Regions from separate parts of the Hordeum vulgare genome. Here region 2 is linked to region 1. The links are chromatin contacts, called in public Hi-C maps. All regions are on one chromosome and are shown on one strand. The core of a region is the stretch at or near the end of the contact, and the rest is flanking DNA. Distances in the headings are between cores, read along the strand shown. Region 1 has its middle 24 kb from the start of LOC123425306. Region 2 has its middle 19 kb from the start of LOC123425316.

Region 1 (6,612 bases), core at 2,247-4,746:
GGGATAGATGCAAAGATAATCTTATTGCTAAGTATTTTCCTGCAGCAAAAATCATCTCTCTCCGTTACCAGATTATAAATTTTATGCAACTTGATCATGAACATGTTGGGCAATCTTGGGAGAGAATGAAATTGATGCTGAGAAATTGCCCTACTAAACTTGTGGATGATTATCCAAAAAAAATATGTTGGCTTGAATTTATTTCTCGAAATCTTTTGGATACCTCCATGGGTGGAATTTTTATGGAGATTACTTTGGGTGATGCTACTAAATTGTTTGACAATATTATGGCTAACTACTCCCGATGGCATACTGAAAGAGCACCTACAACCCAAAAGGTGAATGTCGTTGAGGAGATTAGCTCGTTGAGTGAAAAAGTTGATGCTCTTGTGAAATTGGTTTCTAGTAAGAATGATTCCATTGATCCCAATGATTTGCCTTTTTCTACTTTGATTGAACAAAATAATGATCCTATTGATGTGAATTTTGTCTCGTAGCAACTTCAATAATAATTCTTATAGAGGAAATTTTAATCCTAGGCCTTATCCTAGAAATTCCTCTAATGTTTTTGGCAATACTTATGGTAATTCTTCCCCTAATAACCAAGGGATGCCCTCTGATTTTGAGAATAGTACTAAGCAACTTATCAATGCTCAAAAGGGTTTCAACTTCTCTATGGAAGAAAAGTTGAATAAGATTGATGATTTGACTAAGAGTGTTGATAGGTTTTCTCTTGATGTTGAAAATCTTAAGGCAAAATCATTGCCTCCTAGAGTTGATATTAATGAATCTATTAAGGCTATCTATGTTTCTATTGATGAAAGTAGGAAGAGAGCCGCTATGTTAAACACTAAGTGGGAATTGCTTGAAAAACACTCTTACAATCTTTCGTAGCAAATTAGATGAGCATGTTAAGATGATTGGTGTGTCCTCTATTGACTCTTTGTTTAGTAATGTTAATCTTTTTGAAAAGGAGACTCAAGAAGAGTCAACTTTAGATAGAGGGGGTCTCCGTGATTAGGAGGGTGAAAATCTTGGTGCAAAAATTGTTAAAAGTGGGTTTGAAGAGGTTAAAACTTTTGCTAGTGATGCACCCACTATTTTGGATTACAAGGACTTTAATTAGGATAGTTGCTCTTTGGTTGAATGTATCTTTATGTTGCAATCTATGTTGAACTCACCAAATGCTTATGAACAAAATAAGGCTTTTACTAAACATATCGTGCAAGCCTTAATGAAAACTTTGGAAGAAAAACTTGAGTTAGAAGTTTCCGTCCCTAGAAAATTATATGATGAGTGGGAATCTACTATCAAAGTTAAGATTAAATTTTTTGAGTGCAATGCTTTCTGTGATTTGGGTGCGAGTGTTTCTACTATTCTGAAGTCTCTTTGTGATGTTCTTGGTTTTTCCAAATTGGATGAGTGTTCGGTTAATTTGCATTTGGTGGATTCCACTATTAAAAAGCCATTGGTTATACTAACAGATCTCACGAAGGTTTTGTTGAGTTTTGTGTGATTGAAGTTTTCAAGTTTTGGGTGTGACGTCGATGGATGAAGGAATGAAGAGATGCAAAAGCCAAAGCTTGGGGATGCCCAAGGCACCCCGAGGTAATATCTAAGGAGACTCAAGCGTCTAATCTTGGGGATGCCCCGGAAGGCATCCCCTCTTTCTTCTAACGACTATCGGCAACACACTTGAGGCTATATTTTTATTTGTCACATGATATGTGTTTTGCTTGGAGCATCTTGTATGATATGAGTCTTTGCTTATTATTTTTTCACAATCATCACCTTTGAACACATTTTCTTGAGATGGCCTCACGTCATCATAATATCTTAGAATTGCTTCTTGTGCTACACTTAAATTTGTTAAGTTAGGCGGTTGCTCTAGTGCTTCATTTATATCTTTTTAAGCATGGTGATGCGAATGTTTTGAAAAACTTTGTTCTCATGCTTCACTTATATCTTTTTTAGAATGATCTATGTTTTGAAGATACCATGCCACATTTTTTTAATATGTATTGATCAAATTTGAAGTTATAGAATGTTAATTCTATAAAGTATAGCATGAAATTTGTAAAATTATATTTCTCTGCTTTTTCCATGTCATCTTTTGTTGACGGCATTTTCCTTGGGAAAATGTACTAAATAATTTCTAGCCTGCTTTTTCATGTGCCTTAAAGCATCTCCAACAGGCATGCGGTAGCACGACGCGTTGATTTATTTTTATTTTTGCAATCCCGAAATTGCATTTTAGGGTGTGCAAGAGGATAGTTGCCTTTTCGGGCGCTGTAAAATTTAGTGCACTTTTCTAGGTGGTGGAAGAGGTGAGGGGAGAAGGCACGGCGGGAATAATTTTCTGACAGTTGATGGGCGCAGCGCGCGGCTTTTAACCCAGCGCGCTAGGCGTTGCGCGGCAAAACTCCCGCGCGTGCTACCGCTTTTCAGGTCAATTTGTTTCATTTGCCCGCTGAAACGTGCCACGCGGCCTCTCACGCGTCAAACTGACGGTTTTATTCATCGCACCACAAATTTTACGCGTATGTTGGAGATGCTTTTATTGAACAACCGGATCGCACTGAGATCACACTACTGCATATGCATTACTTCTTTCGTATCATAATATTTGTTGTTATGGAGAATTAGTTTAGGTTTTTTCAACAATAAATATTTAAAAACAGAAAGAGTACTAGAGAGGGGCACTGGTTTGCTCGGACGAACATGTATACTACTAGTGAGGGACACTGGTTTGCTCAATCGAACATGCCCCCAACGAATGTTTCATTCGCCACATGTGCCTTCTCTGGGAACGATCGGTTTGTTTATGGTAATCCATGAGGATAACCATATTGATGGTCGGGCGCATGGTAAATATGAGTACTTCAGTGCATTTTGCCGTCTGATTCAGAATAAATATGTTTTTGTATCCTTTCTAGACGGCTATTTGGGTCTTACTTTTTCATGGCTGAAAAACATCCACTCTGGCACTGAACTAAGCTTACACTCTCAGCTCATGTAGACTGTACACAGTAGACTGGCACAGCTTGCACTGGAGCAACATTCTTCAGTCTAACTAAAAATATCGTGGAGTGCTCCACAGTGATGGGCAGAGGCTCAACCGCATCCACGTCCACAACCTCCGAAACCAGCCAAAGGGTAAAAATTCTCGAACCACTGAACCTCATGCTCATACGCATTTCCACGGTTCTTTGCTCAATTCCCGTCAGGAAAATGTGGCCTCGAACTCGGCATCTTCCAAAGGCATCCCGGAAGGCACGTACGACGGTACAAGCGAGACCTGGCATGAAAATAACCCCGCTGCATCTCGCCAAAGACTGATTAGCGGTCCTGGCTGAATTATGTTCTTGTCATCTTCAATTTGCTCAAGGAAAATGTGGAGAAAAGAGCTGGAGCTCGTGAGGCCAGGGTTGGATTCTTCGGAATTCTGATTTGACCTCTCGCCTCGCCTCTCGCCCGAGGAAAGTTCACGCTGGGCACTGGACTGGACGTCCTTTTCTTGCGTGTGTTCTCTGCAAGTGTGTGAAAAACTCCTTCTGTGATTGGGGGCCAGAGGGATTGGCTGTCCACGTGGTTGTGTGGCTACCGGAGTAGTAGAAGTTTTATTTGGTTTTGTTGATTTCTGTTGTAGATAAACATAGGTCCTAGTATTTGGCTTGGTGTTTTTTCTTTCTGTGGGCGAGACAAAAAAACACCATGTGCAGTTGGGGACCAAGGAAATAATTCGCCCTGTGGTGGATTATATGGTCATCCGAATCATAGGTTTTGCTTGATCCCGTTTCATTTATGTTTCGGATAAACATGACTACTTCATGCAAAGATCTGGACACGGGGACTCGCAGGAGCCATGGCTTCCCCACAATCGCGGAAGAACTGTCTTTTTTTCTTTTCTTTCCAAAGGAATGCCGTAGAGGAAGTCCCAACAGTGATGTTTGTTTCTTTGAAAGAATAAGAACCCAAATTCCAATATGCGAGGACTTGAATCCTGGAAATTGGATCGTACTTCCACTATTTAAACAAGTGAACTAGGCCCTGTCTTTCGTACATATCCCCATGTGTGTCAAGATTTAATTTGCATCGGTCTTGTTTGGTCCTCATCGTGGAGTATAACACATACTTCCATATTTTTATTTTTATTTACCGACAATTATTTCCATAGAAGTTTGGTTCTAATCTTTTCGGCAAAATGACACTAAGAAAAAGAGAGCACCTATTGACTAAAATGTCAAAAACATCTCTGTAAGTAAATGATTGATAAACCTCTTACATATGTGATGACCTCATTCACATCTCCGTCTACAACCGGGGACCAAAGAATTAATTTGCCATGTGATTATGTGACTATCTGAATTTAGTTGATATCGATTTTATTTCTATTTCGGATAAACACTGCTATTTTAGACATTGACATAGACAAGGGGATTCATGGAAGCCATTGCTCCCCCATAATCGCGGAACACTAGTCCCTTCACTCCGAGCATCAAGGGTTTATTTGCATTGGTGTTGTTTGGTCACCTCGTGAAGTATAACGAATATATCTTTGTCTTTATGTATACTTAGTAACAATCTTTTTACTAATAAAAGCACGGGTTGTTCTGAGGTACTAATCATCTAAATCATCCACCCAATTTATTTTAGTCATCTAAATATAAGATGCAAGTCATATTTAGTTTGGTGTTCTTTTTGCAAGTACGTCGCAATGACTTCGTCTGCAACCGGGAATCAAAGATTTTTTTTGCCATGTGACTGTTGCTATCTGAATCATAACTTCTCACTGATTACGGCTTGGTTACTGTTTCAGATAAACATGACTATGTTAGACATGGACAGAGACAGAGACAGGAGGACTCACATGAGCCATTGCTCCCCCATAATTGCGGAACAATAGTCCTATCCCTTAATCAAGATCTTTACATCTCTGTCCATAATTATCTACAATCTTTCTTTTTTTTTGAACTGGAACACCTTGCATTCCAAATTAGTTTACGAATAGAAGCATGGGCTGATTTAATTTTAGTTGAAAGTTAGTCGGCAAGAAAAGCACAAGCTGTGCTGAGATACTTCCTACTGATCGTCTTAACCATCCATCAAATCTGATCAACGATGATGACTAATGCTTTGTAAATTATCATTTGTGTTCACTGCAATTAATTAAGGAAATGCACCCGCATTTTTTTTAAGGAAATGCAGGTTTCCCAAGAATTCCTTGCAGCCTCTTTCCCCTCCTTTTCTCTAGAGCGACACGAACCAGATGCCACGCCCTCGCGGCCTCGCCTTACTTGTGCTCTATCATCCCAGCGCGTGGCGGAATAGAACCACGGGAGAGACATCGAGAGCCACACAAGGCCAGGCAGGCAGCCCGGCAAATGTCCCGATCAACCTTTACCCGAACAGGAGGCGATCATGCATGTTCAGCAAACTGATTAGTTAACGAACCCAGAAAGCCATCGAGCATCGTATCGACAGGACCACAAGGCATTAACTAATCTAGCAAGCAAATCTTTGCCGCATGCACGTGCTTGCTAATTGACCGCTTAATTAGTTTATCTCCCTTGAGCAGACATTTGAATCTTTCCTCTTCTCGTGTGCTTTGAACAGGTCGTCCGTTTGATTTTGATCAAAGACAAAGAAGTGTTTTAAATGAACTGTTAACGACTGTAGTAGTGTTTTCTTGCGGGAAAGGTAAATACCCAACAGCTAACTGATGAGGTAATGATGCATGCATGGGTGCCGGTATTGCTTGTCATGACCCATGACTAAGAATTTCAGGAGCCACCGGTAAATCACGTGGCACATGGAGACGGCGAACACATGATGGAAAATGATAGGTTTCCATGATAATTGCTAGTCTAGCGACTGATGGATTAGGATGAGGAAAATGAAGGTGCAAAATCTGAAATCCGGAGCATCACAATGATGGATGAAAAATACTTTCTTTGTTCATAAATATAAGTTTTTAAAAAAAAATCAATATGAACTACATAAGGAGCAAAATGAATGAATCCCCTCTAAAATACGACTATATACATCTATATATAGTTCGTATTAAAATATTTAAAATGATTTATATACAGAGACAGATGGAGTATATTCTAGTCTGCGCAGATACCAAGGTATATTGCCCGCAAAAAAAAAAAAGATACCAAAGTATATAATTCAGGATAGCCTCAAAACATTAGGGCATCTACAATTGGTCTTTTCAAAATTTGTGTTCTCCAACGTCCCTGGAAGCGTCTGGTTAGTGTCCAAGTTTCTTTTTTGAAACTACTGTTTGTTGATATATGAAATTATGCTTTTCACGTTGTTCCAATTTTATCCAGAGCTCGTATGTATATGATTAGTGGAGATGAAGAGAATGAAAAAATTAAGAAAGAATAAAGAAAGACAAATTCTGTTTTAGATGAGTTGTGTCCTAAGTGGTCGGACCGCGGGCATCCACGGGCCTTCATATTATTTTCATATATTGTTGGATACGAGGGTTTAAAGCATCTACATCGAGGCACCTCAACCCCCTTCCCCCCTCCTAATATATGTTCCAACGGACCGTTCGATCAGCGATTGGTTACAAAATCCCGACACAATCGCACCCCTCAT
Region 2 (6,612 bases), core at 2,724-5,223, 140 kb before region 1:
TATATCTGAGGAAGGGGGTGCTTCCCAAGCACCTGGACATCATGCACCGCATCTTTCGGAACACCCTCTTCCCTCGGAGTGGTAACTTCGATGAGGTCCATGGCTCCTTGGCTGAGATGTTGTTACTGTGTGAGGAGGTTATGTCTGCGGAGTCTGCTCAACTGGATATTGCAGATGTGATGTTCACAGAACTATGGAACTGCATCATCAACCGTAAGGTCCCTATCTACGGGCCTTACCTGTTTGCATACATCTGCCATAAGTGGCAACAGGCGTTTCCAGATGAGGTGCTCTACGCACAGTCTGACTACATTGTGCATGACCCAATCAAGCTACGCGTCAAGGACAGGTGGGCCAACCCATCCTCATCTTCTCAGCACATGGACACTGATACAGAGACAGCTGCTGGTAGAGTACCTGCCTCTCAGTCCCGCTCGTCTGCCATGCCATCTTGGGCTATCAAGTTGCAGGACAAGATGAAGACTCTCTTCTGTATGCAGGCCAAGGGTCAGTATCAGACACACGTGGCTCAGAAGTAGAGCCGCCAGAGGCATAAGCGTGTTCTCAGGACCTTGGATGTGGACATCTCCAGTGGCTCAGAGGACAACATCACGCCTGAGGCCACTTGGATGCAGGCTCAGGGGTACCAGTGGTCGGGTGATGAGGCGCAAGAGGAGGAGGAGACTGACCAGGAGGGGACCGACGAGTCTGGTGATCCTGAAGACGAGGAGTAGCTACCTGTGGCATTAGGTGTGCCCCCTTTTTGGTGTCTTGTGCCAAAGGGGGAGAGAGTCTAAGGATTTGATTTCATTCGAACTTTGCATTGCTTTGCTTTATCTTGTTTGATTTGCTTTGAACTTGGTGTGCTTCGTTTGCTATCTTGTGTGAGACATGATCTTTCTTATGTGAGATTAGATTTATTTCCACCATATGCTGTGAGTCATATGTCATATATCTCTATCTTTGTACTCTCATATTATTATCCATGCAAATCCGGTATTGTCATCAATCCACCAAAAAGGGGGAGATTGTTGAGGCATAGTTTATGCCTAAGAAATTTGGTGATTGATGACAGTACCGTACAGGACTAATCGTGTGTGTCAAGGTTTCAGGCAACACTCGTCAACGGCACAAGACGACACGACTCCTCTCTTCTGGAACGGAAGCACGGCGCCCTCCTAGATTCTCTTTATTTGAGTCATAGGAAAGCCGTACTATTAAGAGGGGATCCGTAGTGGAAAAGTTTGGGTGGAATCTATCTTTGCACACGCACACCTCTCTTTCTCCCTTTCCTTTATCTTTGGAGCGGCCCTCGCCGGTTTGTTCTTAGCTTCTCTGCAAAATGGTCCCCAGCGGTAGTACCGCTGGTCCCAGCGGTAGTACCGCTGGACTGCCAGCGGTAGTACCGCTGGCTGGCGGTAGTACCGCCCCTGGTCAGCGGTAGTACCGCTGGCTAGCGGTAGTACCGCCCCAGGTTAGCGGTAGTACCGCTCCAGGTGCCCTGTTCCACCTACCTAGCGGTAGTTCGTGGACGGACCCTTTTGCGAAGACTTTCTCGGCGGTAGTAGTGCTTTTGCACTACCAAGGGCCAGCGGTAGTACCGCTGGTGCTAGCGGTAGTACCGCTGGAAGCCCCAGCGGTAGTACCGCCAGGCAGCGGTAGTACCGCTCCTTCCCAGCGGTAGTACCGCTGGATCTCGGGCAGAGAGTGGGAAAACGGTCTGAATTTCCCCCCCACTATATAAAGTGTTCTTCTAGCTGAGGAACCTTATCTCTTACCTCTCTAAGCTCCATTGTTGCTCCACAAGCTTAAAAGTGCCCGATCTCTCTCCCTAGCCAATCAAACTTGTTGATTCTTTAGGGATTGGTTGAGAAGGCCTAGATCCACACTTCCACCAAGAGAAAAGTTGATTCCCCCACCTATCCCTTGCGGATCTTCTTACTCTTGGGTGTTTGAGCATCCTAGACGGTTGAGGTCACCTCGAAGCCATATTCCATTGTGCTGAAGCTTCGTGGTCTTGTTGGGAGCCTCCAAGCTTTGTGTGGAGTTGCCCCAACCTTGTTTGTAAAGGTTCGGTCGCCGCCTTCAAGGGCACCTATAGTGGAATCACGGTACCTTGCATCGTGCGAGGGCGTGAGGAGAATACGGTGGCATTAGTGGCTTTTTGGGAAGCATTGTGCCTCCACACCGCTCCAACGGAGACGTACTTCCTGTCAAAGGGAAGGAACTTCGGTAACACATCCTCGTCTCCATCGGTTCCACTTGTGGTTATCTCTAACCTTTACTTTGTATTTACTTTTACTTGTGACTATATCTTACTTGTCTTAATAGGTCTTGTTGATAGCTTCTATAGGGGTCACCTCTTTGTCATATTATTTGTGAACCCGTATAGTGTTTACCTTAACTTGTTAAGATTAATTAAAAAGTGGTCGTTGTCTATTCACCCCCCCCTCTAGCCAACCATATCGATCCTTTCACCTGCCTTGTTGTCATTGTTGTTAGAGCTCACGTTTGACGCGTCCGAGCAAACAGTTGAGTTCCTGAAGTTCCCAGGAGCCCGTAGCGCCCTTCATCCGGCCTCCTTGTGCCTTGCAGCCTCGCACCTGAGTAATCCATTCTCCGGTCGCCGCGTCGAGCTCGCTCCTCTCGAGTTTCGACCACCCCAACTCCTCTTGTTTGCCCCAAAGGACACACCTCGCTTCCTGCTACCCGTAAAGCCAAACGCCGCTGCAAACTGTTGCCCGTAGAGCAAACCCGAGGTACTCTGCCGTGCTTGGTGGTCGCCGGCGGCATAACTAGTTTACATCTCCATTTGCATCATTTGTTGGAGTTGCACTTTTACATCATTAATTTACATCTTCTATTGAAGTTGTTTTTTTAAATGTAAAATGTACTTTTTAAAGATGTAAATTTTTATATCTCTTTTTTACATCTTAAAATTTGCATTTTCTATTGAAGATGCTCTTAACAAGGCTGAAATCACACCTCTTACGAATAGGTCTGGTGGGTATCTACAATGAAACCTACAATGCAATCATAGGATTACCTTTTGTAAAAGTCCGTGGTATCGTGTGTACACTGTGCACAAGTCAGGGACATGGATGCTCTTCCTTTCTTATCTCATTTCGCTGTCGCACGATACATAATAGTTGTAGGCAATATGTGTTCCAACTTCCAAGTACATGCCCGTCTTCGTCTTTTGCCATTCCATTACACGTGTCGAAAACCTTGAAATTTGAGGTCACCACAAAAATGTGCCAGAGCGACACATTTGTTCAAAAAAGCTAGACAATACACATGAGTACGATAACATCATATTTGCGCGCAATCATGTAAGAACGTATTGTGAGAAATTAAGTGGAAATTGCTTTTGGAGGCTGAGCTTCATGAAGGTTTTCAAAAGCAAAATTCAAAATCCATGAAAATTCATATTTTTACATGTTAAAAATCCTGAAAATAAATACACATATAAGTGAGGACATAACACACATGTGTGTAGTTTTTTAGAGAAAAATACGTTGAAATGAGGCATGTATAAAAAGGTAAATCTAAAACTTTTTAACACATCATACTATTCATCGTTACAGGTTATTATTTTATCTTTTTTTATACAGATCGTATTTAAAAATATTTAATCCTAAAAATTTACATACATACACATGACATTCTTCTTTCCTTGCATAAATTTTTCAGATTTTTTGATACCAAAAAAGTTAAAATTATATTTTTTTTTAAAAATTGAGTTTCTTGGAGCTCGGCCTCCAAACGTCCGTCCTCAAAATTAAGACACTATGTACGTATATAATCAATTCCTTTGGGGGTGGCGTAGCTGCTTGTGGAAAAGAAGAGTCACAAGCTCCCGATGTATTTGTCGAACAATGCGGATATTATCTACTATCTACTACATTGATTAGCCGAGCATCTTGTTCTCTCGTGGACCAGGGAGCACCTTGTTCTCTTGCCGCTGCAAGTTGCAAAGGCGGTGTCGCCGTCGCCACCTCGAATGATCTGGACGCGCACAAACGGTGGTCCAGACAGCCTCGCCATGGAACTCACCATGTCACGAGACCAAAACTTTACTACCGCTACTTGCTGACATTCTTAATGTGGCTTTCCAAAAATATATATGTTGAAGCTTTAGGCCATCGCGAATTTTACAAATTGTTCCGTCAGGAAAGGGTATCAATTTGTTAGTTTTCGCCTAAAAATATATATCCATCTGTTAGAAAATAGAGCATACATCGCTACTGTTATGTGGTAAAGTTTAGCCTTAACCTTGGATCTCCCTATTTTTGAATGAACTTAGGGCATCTATGGTCGGACTGAACAAATTTGGCTCTTCAAACGTCCGCGGACACACCCGGTTAGCGTCCGCGTATGCCCACTTTGATTCCTTATTTTTTTTATTCATACAACCATGTTCTTTATTTTTCTCCCTATATGTCCGATCATATGCATGTAATTGATGAAGAAAGAAAGATCAACAAAAAATAATAATAAAGGAAGAAAAGGATGCTCTATGATGGAGCCAATCATATGTGACGAACGTAGGACCACTGACTGGACAGACATTCTTCATGCTTATCTCATATATGAGGGCTGCCGGCTAGTCCAAACATTTAAAAAGGTTTTGAGGGGTTTGGTTGAGTCAACCTTTTTGCTTCTCTTTTCTGTTGGGTCAGCGGTCCCTACGCCCGTTCGATCAATTTAAGAAGTCCGGTTGTAGATGCTCTTAATATACCAAATTACTTGCAAAAATTTAAAAGAAGAAAAAGAAACAAATTTACTATTTTTTATCTAGATAAGAATTATCTGTGCCACATCGAAATTATCCACGCCACGGTCAAGTGCTGCATCTTTTCATGCAAAAATGTATATCGCCCACTTGATTTCTCCCGTGTCCCGCGTGTGTGAGTTTTGTTTTCCATGTTAGGCCGTTGTATATCGCGCCTGGTCTTGTTTTTGTTTCTGCATCTGTGTCTGTGGGTTTTACATGGGCCCAATGTTGCGTTTTCATGTGGGCTGATTTTATTTTTCGAGAGAAGAGTCAATCTCTTTTAGGCCCATGTTGGCTTGTTTTTAAATGGGACTCGGGTCACCTTTTGTTTTCCTTTCTGGTATGTGTAGGTATACTTTTGTTAAAAACAAATGTGTAGGTATACTTCATGTGGATTTATCTTCGTTTTAATTCCTCTTTTAAAAGTTTTATTTGGTCTTTTTACATGCATGAAACGATATCCGAGACCCATGGGGATATTCTTTTTCCGTAGGTTTTTGCAAAAAAAAAAGTGCACATTCACTTGCATGTCCATCCATGATACACAACTACATGGATCACAATTTGCATGTCACTGCACATGTCCGTCCTATCATGCAACTGTAAGGGATACAACACACCTGCAACTTGATCATAGAGGGTGGGGTGTTTTCATTTTCGGATTTGCTAATTCTCATCTAGGAAATTCACCCTCGACTTTCACTTGCCCGACCTAGTTGCATATTCATCATTCACACGTACCTTGCCCTATTGTCGAACTAGTCGCATGTTCACCCACATGCAAATTTATGCAACACAAACCAGTTGCATGTGTGCCCGGCCATGCAACCCATTCGATATAGTTGCATGTCCATCCTAAACATATAATGTGCTTTCTGCGCTTTCATCCTTGGTTTGAAACTCAACGGACCTAGTTCTTTGTCCACCTTCGACATAAAATTTGCCTTCTGCGCTTTCATCCTTGGTTTGAAACTCAACGGACCTAGTTGTTTGTCCACCCTCGACACACAACTTGCCTTCTACACCTACCCGATTACATATCCACTCTTGACAAGAAACTTAATAGGTCTAGTTGCATGTCCACCCTTGACACAAAATGCACCCCTACCCATTTGCATGTCCACCATTGACAATATGTAAATTTGATTATTTAAACTTTTCCATTCTGTTTTACTTGCTTAGATAATAATATGGCTGCATGCATCGATCGATGCAGAGGCCGAGGGCTGATCCTCCTTTTCCAAAAAAAAACTTTTCCATTTTGATAATTTTCTCAATCATGTGCCTTTTGCTTTTATTATAAAATGTTCACTACATTTAAAGAAATGTTATTTATAAGATGTTCATCGTGTATTTTTAGAAATGTTGATCATACATTTTCAAAAAATATTCACCTTGTCCTAAAAAATGCATGCAATGTATTTTTAAAAGGTTTATTTTGTATTTTATATTATTTTTGCTTACATCTAAAATATATATTTTAAAAACGTTTGTCATGCATTTTTGAAAAAGGTTCATCATGTATTTTAAAAAATATGCTAACACTTAATAAAACTTGGACACTTTCTAAAATTTCATGAACATTCATATAGATACTGAACATTTGTATTTAGTCAATACATGTCATATTTTCACTTTTCACTATTTTCCTAAATGGGAAATACACAAAACTAATGACATAGTTGTTCATGCACACGGTTTTTTTATGTGCGCGCATACACATATGTAGCTGTTTTTTAAATGATTACACATGGTCACAATGTGTGTTATCAGGAAAACATAAGAGAGCAAAATAAAAAGAAGGCAACATCTTAGAAAAGCATAGGGAAACATAT

The links. Hi-C and Micro-C count contacts between places; a contact is called where the count stands out from the background.
Region 2: a contact with region 1 is called in a Hi-C map of seedling, with 2.9 times the contacts expected there. The contact joins two enhancer-like sites. A contact is called at or near these places in 2 of 6 Hi-C or Micro-C datasets (leaf and seedling).

The regions. Positions count from the first base shown.
Region 1 is chr1H:81,191,780-81,198,391 of MorexV3_pseudomolecules_assembly, reverse strand. No RefSeq gene overlaps it. Among protein-coding and RNA genes, the nearest start is that of LOC123425306, 24 kb to the right of the region's middle. Within about 2 kb of position 3,496, at least 3 of the 3 cell types and tissues checked have open chromatin away from gene starts, as enhancers often do. A contact at or near this core is called in leaf and seedling, where this site is marked.
Region 2 is chr1H:81,334,657-81,341,268 of MorexV3_pseudomolecules_assembly, reverse strand. No RefSeq gene overlaps it. Among protein-coding and RNA genes, the nearest start is that of LOC123425316, 19 kb to the left of the region's middle. Within about 2 kb of position 3,973, at least 3 of the 3 cell types and tissues checked have open chromatin away from gene starts, as enhancers often do. A contact at or near this core is called in leaf and seedling, where this site is marked.